Regions from separate parts of the Acanthopagrus latus genome. Here region 2 is linked to region 1. A link is a contact called in public Hi-C data. All regions are on one chromosome and are shown on one strand. The core of a region is the stretch at or near the end of the contact, and the rest is flanking DNA. Distances in the headings are between cores, read along the strand shown.

Region 1 (4,258 bases), core at 904-3,403:
AGAGGGGGTGCAACAGCAGCTAATGTTAGTTTAGAAATGGGGTCTGCTAACATAATGACCTGCTTTAAGCACAGCATAGAAGTCTCACCGAGCCCCTTTAAAGACTGTCATCTGATAATGATGAGAGGTGTGCAAAGAGAGGTATGGAAATGAAGATGTGTCGATGACATGGTGAAAGACAGACTCGTTGGGGGAGACCAGGAGCTCAGTGGACGGTGGACGTCGGCCAGGATGCCAATGGAGAAACACTGCGGCTGGTCGACCAGGACGCAGACTGAAGAGCACTTTCATGTCAAAAATGGATACGGCCTTTAGCATCTCCACCACGTACATCCCGCAATTGTCTGCTGGGTCCATTCTGGTCAGTTCGTTCTGTTACAATTATGGCTAGCAAGATGAGGGTGTAAATGCAGACAACACACAGGAGGCAGGATTGGGGAATAAAATGCAAACAAAAAACTTGATATACGAAAAAACAAGGAACCCAGAAAAAAGAAGAAGTAGCAACAAGAGGGCTTGAACAAAGTGCAAACAAAATCAAAGTACAAATGAATGAAAACACAAGCAACAAAAAAACAGAAACACCACAGGGAGACATTGAGGCGGGAAACACAGGGTGGCATCACAGGGGATCATGGAACAATCAAACGAAGACATGAGTGAAAAACAAGGACTTTATACACACACACTAATGAGGGAATGAGGTGCAGGTGGAGTGAAGCGGGAAAAGGACAGGTGAGGGAAAGGAATGGAAAAACACAGGAAGGAGGGAAAATATTAGAGAAGGACACAGTGGTACAGTTTCAAAATAAAATACAAACAACTAGAACTGGGATCATGACAATAGTAAGTGTAACCCTGCATTGGCCAGATGTTGTGTGGCTGGTGGTTTAGTAACTATTATGTGTATGTTTTATAGCATTCTCACTACATTGTGAAATTTTATTCAGCACTTGTTAGAAGTAGCACCACCTCCATGATTAAGTCATCAATTGACTAATTATTCAAGATGAAAAATTAATCACAACAAATCAATCAGTCTCATAACTGAAAGCTGCAAATTCTGATTAAATTGATTTCCATTTCTGTCATAAATGAAAACACGGAACAAACCTCTCAATTGAACATATTTCATTAACTACTAAGGGACATGAATGACGATTAACGACCACTAAACCTATATACAGATATGCAAATAGAATGGATGAAAAATAAGGCATGGATGAATGGTACATTTATTTATTGCTGACCGAATTAATTCATGAGCGTCATCAAAAACAAGTTAAAGAAAAGACAAGACAATTAAGGGAATGATTAACTAAGATCATCACAGGCAAAAATCTTGATGATGAGCAAAAGCCATGACGATGAGAGCCGACGACGAGAAAACAAGAAACACAGAGGCAAAGCCCAAGTCAGCATATGTTTTATAGTCCAAGCAGCGTGTTTTTAAATCTTTTACTGATGTCTTATTCATTTCTTTGTGTGGTTAAAGAAGTGACCTCTCACTTTAAGTGAGGTTATATGATTTTGATTGAATGTTCCAATTATATGACTTGCAAAAAGGAAACTCACTTGTTCTGTCATCAATATATGTGACATGTCACGAGAACCAGTGGAGCGTTAAGATGAGAATTCTCTCATTTGTAGCTTATAATATATATCATTGTTTAGAAGTTATAACCAAAACTCATTAGATGGCCGCATGATATCCTTTGAATTAACAGACTATGAAGCAGTCATAATATCACAATGATTGCATGTCCTGAAACACAAGATATACATTTATACATTTTAATGGACAGTTCTGTCCAATTCAGACATTTAAAGTGGATGGAGGGAGAGAGGACCAACTTATTGAGTCTATTTCTGACTCCTGAAAGGTGTATGGCATGAAAATGAGGATGCAAAGTCTGTGGTTGGTGGAAAAGGGCATCTCTTCTCAATTCTGTTCTTTGTCTTGCTTGACAACCTTCCTCCTTAAGATAAGAACGAAGAAAAAGAGCCTATAGATTAAAGCATACTAATGCTCATGATAGGTCTCTTCTAGAAAATAGGAGTTCAGATCATGTTTTTACTGTAATCTGTCTCCTGTGTCTTCCACACAGCGAAACTTCGGCAAACGAAACACAACAAAAGCGTGCTCTCTTTTGGTGACGTCACGACGCAGCGTAGGCTGCTGACGTGTAGGTAGGGAAGTGGCTGTCGAGCTGTCTTTAGCCGCTAGCTCTTAGCTCAGGCTTTTCATCATAAACCGCTGCCATTGATTGCCCACAATGGAATCATTTAGATTAAAACTTGGCTGTCTGATAAAATAATAACGGGAGACAGAACGGGGCATTTGGACAGGTATGGGGACCAATTTACTCACTGGCAGGCTAGTGGGCTGCAGTGCTAACATTAGCAGTCCTGACTGCTGCAGCTAAACTGTGTTGACATCGTTGTTGACTATGGACTCTGCACTTTGTGGTCGCAATATAACATTGGTGTTTTTTAAGTTACTTTTAAGTCAAAGCAGAAATGTTTAGTGATGTACAGTTGTCACAGTCGTTTTATCTCATGCTGGTGGTGACAGGTTGGTGCTTACTCTGTCAGCTGCTAACTGTTAGCGTTGGACCTAACGTTACAGTGTTAGCCCAGGTTCACTTTATGCTGCACCAAAGAAATGCTTTTTGGGGTGGACAGTGAATGCCACTGAGAAACTGACACTCTCTATCATCCACAGGTGTGGTTGGATGCAGTGGTTTTAAGAAGACGTGTGAGTGAAAATACAGCACCAACAATGGGGAAGAGGAGGGTGCCAGACCTGTACAGAGCCCCCTTCCCCTTGTACTCCATTAAAGTGGACCCTAAAACAGGGCTGGTGATCACAGCAGGAGGAGGAGGGGCTTCCAAAACAGGCATAAAGAATGCTGTGGTAAGTACTCAGGATCAAGAGAACACACTGTATTTGTGTGTGTGCATTCAGTTTTATTATGTGTACTATTATTGTTTACCACAGGTTGAGGTTCCTGTTGTCATGTGCCTGTTGGCATTCCTAGTTGGAGCATTTAATTTCCCTTGCTTTTGAAAAAAAAGAACAAAAGCATTTCTAACATTTCTGTCTATGGGCAAGCTTTTAGTGGCATGTATTGAGATTCTGAAGCATGCAAGAAGGTCTGAGTACTGTTGTTTTTTACTCAAGTCCTGTGCTTGAGTACAATTATCAGGTACTTTACTTGAATATTTTCATTTCCTGCTACTTTATACTTCCTCTCCACCACATTTAGTTGTAACATTAAGTTTCTAGTTACTGTGCAGATCCAGATTAATTAGTGTTTACAGGCTAATAATTCTGATGTGTCAACAATCAGATAGTGTGTGGGACATGGTGTGAGATGATGCTGCATCATCCTGAGCGTGACATAAAAAATAATTAGTGCAAACAAAGGCTATATATATCTGCAAGGCAGTGGCTTGTCTGGTTACCTTCCTTTCTTCATCTGCTAGGAGTCAAGTCCTTGTACATCATGCATCAATGCAACACCAGGCTGGAGTGCATGACTAGCCTGTCACAGCAGTCACAGTGCGAAAAATGAACTGCGGAAAACAGTCAAAAGTGTGGATTCACTATGTACAGCAAAAAGGCAACAAGTCAGGTAGTGTGTCAAATCAGAAGAAACATTCAAGGCAGCATGGCATCGACGTGAATAAGTGTACTGATTCTGATCTCTAGCCGTCTCAGAGCCCGACTGTCTCGGCACATCGCAAGTACCCGCAGTAGTAGTCACTTTGGCATTAAAAGGGAGTGGCAAACCTGAAGAGTGTCACAGAGCGGTTAGGTGTTGTGAACTGCCACTGAATAAACTTTAGTTCCAGCATTTTGAGTGCAAGTTTCCTTTTGTAATGTTGCCTGTCTACCACAGGGCGTCACTATTGCTGCCCCAGTGTGACAAAGTACAGTAAGTGCATGTCAGTAAAGGTTCAGTGGTACTAGGGATGTGCATAGTATGTATCCCTGCGCATTAGCGCAACTGGGCACTGACCCCACTGACCCCACTGACCCCACTTCAAAAAACACAAACTATCCCTTTAAAGATATGTGGAAATTTTTGGCTTCATATTTAAACAAAATTGATTAATTGATTATTATTGATTAATTATTAAACATTTTCTGACCAGTGTTCTATTAGATGTAAAACAGACTCTGCAGCAAATCAGGACCCAAAAGGTTTAAGCAGAATTTGGTGCATTTCTGAAACTGGTATTGATTTCGGAA
Region 2 (4,258 bases), core at 1,245-3,744, 170 kb after region 1:
TACAAAGCTCTTCTTCTAATAATTAAGTTGGAGACACTTGTTGTTGTTGTGTTTATAACACATCCCCATAACTGTGGTCGCACACGATTCTGTAATTTATTTTATTTTTTTTGCTGCACGCAAAACGGTGCCGTCGGGTTGCCGTGCGGAGCAAAACCGTACCAGAGCCGCTCTGCAGCGCACGTGCATCCAGTGGAATCCCAGGGTGAGTATTTACAACACTAGCACAGGAGCTTTGTACTGGGTCAGCCCAGGGATAGCATGCTGACTTCAACAGGCGTCTCCGCAGTACAGTTCACAGACATAGCGTCAAAACGCCTATTTATTCACATGATGTCGACCACATTTTAACATCTCTTCGAACATTTCAACTAAAATTTGAACATGTTGCCCTTTTAATAAAACACACAGTTAAACTGAACTATCTCCACACATTTTATCTTCTTTTCTGATTTAATCATTTTAATTTATTCATCACTTATTTTTAAGACTTGTTGCTTCTGCGTCTGTTTTTCCCTGTTTGTCTCTTTTTGTGCGTTCATTTAAAAAAAAAAAAAAAGTCTCTGTGAGCACACAGACACGTCCAGAGGGCAGAGACCTCACAGTGCTGACCTGGCATGTTCATGACATATGGAAGTGTTTAAAATGACTGTGATCCTTTGAAATCCTCTCCTCTTTTTCAACGTGACGGTAGAACACAGTGGTGCGTGATGTGAGCGGAGCGCAGCGCTGCCGGAGGGCCCGGCGCTCTGCAGCACTCACAGGACAACTTGTTGATGTCTTGAGAGAGCAGCTCGGCTCCAGCTCCTCTACTCTATCTGGCTCCTCTCCACCGCACTCATCCAGCAGAGCATGATGGGACGGATTCTCCAAGACGATCACAAAAAAAACAAAACAACAACAACACGTGACCACATACAAACGCCGTTTTGGGGGCTCTCGGGCTTTAAACTTCAAACTCCAGCACAACTGCTGCGGGCACATAGGACTGGCGCGCGCGCGCGCGCGCACACACACACACACACACACACACACACACACACACACACACACACACACTTACTCTCTGACGGGTAGAAGGGCTGCATATCGATCTTGTGCACCTCTTTGGCGTAATACTCCTCCTCGCTCCGCTGCCGCTCGCACGTCGCCGCCCGCTCGTTTGCCTTCTCCTGCAGCAGGTCCCGGGTGCTGTTGTAAATGGCAACAATGTCCCGGGACACGTCCTCGGGCTCGGGGAAGTCCTCCGGGGGGCTGGTGAGCTTCAGTTTACTCAGGATCTGTCCTCGGATGGCCTCTATGCGCTTCTTCATGAACTGATCCATGTCCAGCGTGCTGCATGTGGACAAACTGAGCGCCACGGTGGCTAAATCCAACGTGAGGAGTAGACTGACGATACACAGGTTCATCTTCTGCTCCAGCGTCTACAAATCTCAAATAATAATAATAATAATAATAATAATAATAATAATAATAATAATAATAATAATAATAATATAGATTCAGGAAAAAAAGGCGGTTTAAATATCGCCAGGCAGACGCATTTCTTGGACAAGAATCAAAGTCGAGAGTATTTACGCATACGAGCCAGGTGGCCCCGAACAGTTATTTCAAGATCGTACGGTTCAACTTCCCCGCTGTCAGTAAAGTGTTCCTGAAAATCCATTCAACTGTCGTGAAACAAAAGAGAGCCGTTATTCGATGGGAAGGGATCGCGCGGATCTACTGCCGGCTGACAGTGAGCGCACAGAGAGTGCGTAAAGGTGCGGCTGAGTGTTGCCAGAGGTGGCCCTTCGGAGATCAGACGCATCTGAAATACATGGCTGAGTTTTTAAAAAAAAAAAAAAAAAAAAAGGGTTCTAAGGAGCGGAGGGGCTGCAGTCAGCGGGACGATCAGCCGTGTAGCCTGCGGGACTGAGCACACCTCCACCGCATCAGAGCGCTCGGCTCGCTGCTCTCCAGCCGCACCTCAGACCGGCCCCAAAGTTTCTAGGAGTCAAACTTCAGCGCGTCGATATTCATTGCTTTCTTATCCTCCAGACAGATTAAAAAAAAAAAAACTTATTTGAAAAAAAATAAATAAATAACAAAAATCAAACCCGGTACTGGCGTCCAAGGTGCGGATACGTTTGCGAAGTTGAGTCTGACGCCTTCAAGCGAAATCAGAAATCTGTCCAAAGTCGTGATTTCTCGATGAGACGTCTTCCTTCAAAGTAGCCCGGTAGGACAATAAAGAGCGGAGTTGGCCTTCGGTGCGACTGCAGGTCACTTTCACACGTCTTCCCTCACCCCATCTAGTTGGGGGAATGGCTCGTCTTTTACGCGTGCCAAGCTGACAGCAGCGGCCGCGAGATTTAGAAGGGACTAAAGTTACAGCGCGCTCCCCCCTCCGCCGCGTCAAACCGAGGTTGTGGTCATCAGTGTCGGAGAAGGGGACCCCTTCAATTTGAAGTTACTTGACGATTTATTGTGAATAGGAGTGCTCACTGTGCCCATTGGGACAGCGATGCAACGGCTAATGGCCCATTGGCTCATAATGCGTCGTGACGCAGGGTCCTAAAGCCTGTCAGAGTCAGGCAGCAGAAATCTTTTCTCTCTACACTTGAAACTGTTTCAGCTTCTCCTCATATGAACAGTTCATGTTTAACTCTTCCTGGTATTTTGTTATCTACTCTTGACTTGAATTAGTAAACTTTCCCATTCAAGCGTCCTGCCACCTGAGGGAATGTAGAGAAAAAGATGGGAGGCACTGTGAGAACCATGTCTGATTATAACAAGAGATGTCGTTTTCCTGGAGATGAGAATGTGACAGACGGGGTGGAACCAGCAACAGTGTTAAGTAGAATACATGTAATCAAACAATAAGAAAATGGATTTATGAAAACGTTTTTCATGATTCTCGATCAAAAATCAAACCTTACATGAAATGAACACATGAGTTTTTCAAGTCATCATGTCTCAAGTCAAGTCAAATTGCAAGTTGTAAGAACAGTGACTGGAGTCCACCTCACTGGTTGGATTATGATGGGTGGGGGCTGAGGGTGCTGCTGAGGGTGTCTCAGCCATTCATCTGTCAGCTGATTGGACTGTGTCAGATGATACTGGACGAGGCCGACTGCACCATGTGCTGCTCCGAACTGAAGCTCCCCTTTGTGCGCTCCCATACACTGTGAGCCTGCTGTGTGGCAGCTTGATTTACGTTCATACCCCTCAGAAAATTCCACTTTGTTTCATTATTTGCCAAGGCCCAGTGCTGGCCCTCCGAACCCGGCCATCCATCAGGCCCGACAGCCGTTCTCTAACTCTCCGCATCCAGAGGCTGCTGTGAAGCAGATGGTGTCATTAAATCAGCACCCACACTGACAGGCGGGGTGAGGTGTGTGTGTGTTTGAGGCCCAGTGTCCAGTCCAACACCTGCTCAACACAAGGAAAACTGCTGGAGCTGCAGACAGGAGGAACACAAAGGACTGGCATCTTATGTTGTCAGCAGAGTCAGCAAATACACTTAGATATGGCACTGCGCTATTTGTACTTTTTTTTTAAACTCAGGTACATCTATTACCAGAAAATTACTTTTCATACTTGAGTACGTTTGTGTCAGATATGAGATGTTGAGAATGCTCCCGGTTGCAGTGAAGACGTGAGGATGCTCCCTCAGCTCCCAGAATAAACTGCTGAAGTTACCGACCTCACTCCCTCCGCCAAGCCCATGTAACGGCCAAGAGCTTTTTGTGAAGCAACACACATCAGGGACAGGTCTACAGCCATCTGTAATCCATAAGAGAAGATAAATGAGCAAGGAAAAGCAAACCAGGTTAATGAGAGGTCACTTGCTGACAGAGCTAATACACAAGCCATGAAGACTGGAAGGAAGGCTATCCTCTGAAAACTGACGAAATGAAGGATGAGTTATTTGCTAAAATTGTCGACAAGGCCAAGAGTCAAAATGCTTTGATTGACCACAGGCACCGATTCTAAAAATGCTCCTAATGATTTACTTAGTTTCATGTAGCAAAAGACATTGTAGCACCAAGAATGAAGTGATCTGCACAGTTAAAATATTAAAGTTGATACTTAAGCAGGTCCTAAACGGTCATCTCTCTGTCTGAACAGGAAATCCCAGCCGGTGGAGATGACTTGGACTGCAGCTACATTTCCCAGCCTGAAAAAAATGTTCCAGAATTCCCCTCCAGACAAGGTTCATGTGACACATTTGGTTTTTATCATCATTATGATTGGGCTTAATGAACAGAAAAAT

Evidence for each region. A called contact is a pair of places that touch in the nucleus more often than the background predicts.
Region 2: a contact with region 1 is called in a Hi-C map of muscle, with 5 times the contacts expected there. The contact joins the promoter of tgfb2 here to the promoter of preb in region 1. A contact is called at or near these places in 3 of 4 Hi-C or Micro-C datasets (all in muscle).

Annotation. Positions count from the first base shown.
Region 1 is chr17:2,293,472-2,297,729 of fAcaLat1.1, forward strand. It overlaps preb (prolactin regulatory element-binding protein), which reads left to right and starts at 2,154. Exons shown (of 10, transcript XM_037075502.1): 1 at 2,154-2,349; 2 at 2,726-2,917. The coding sequence starts at 2,783.
Region 2 is chr17:2,463,745-2,468,002 of fAcaLat1.1, forward strand. tgfb2 (transforming growth factor beta-2 proprotein) reads right to left here and starts at 2,495. Exons shown (of 7, transcript XM_037075739.1): 1 at 1,064-2,495. The coding sequence starts at 1,409.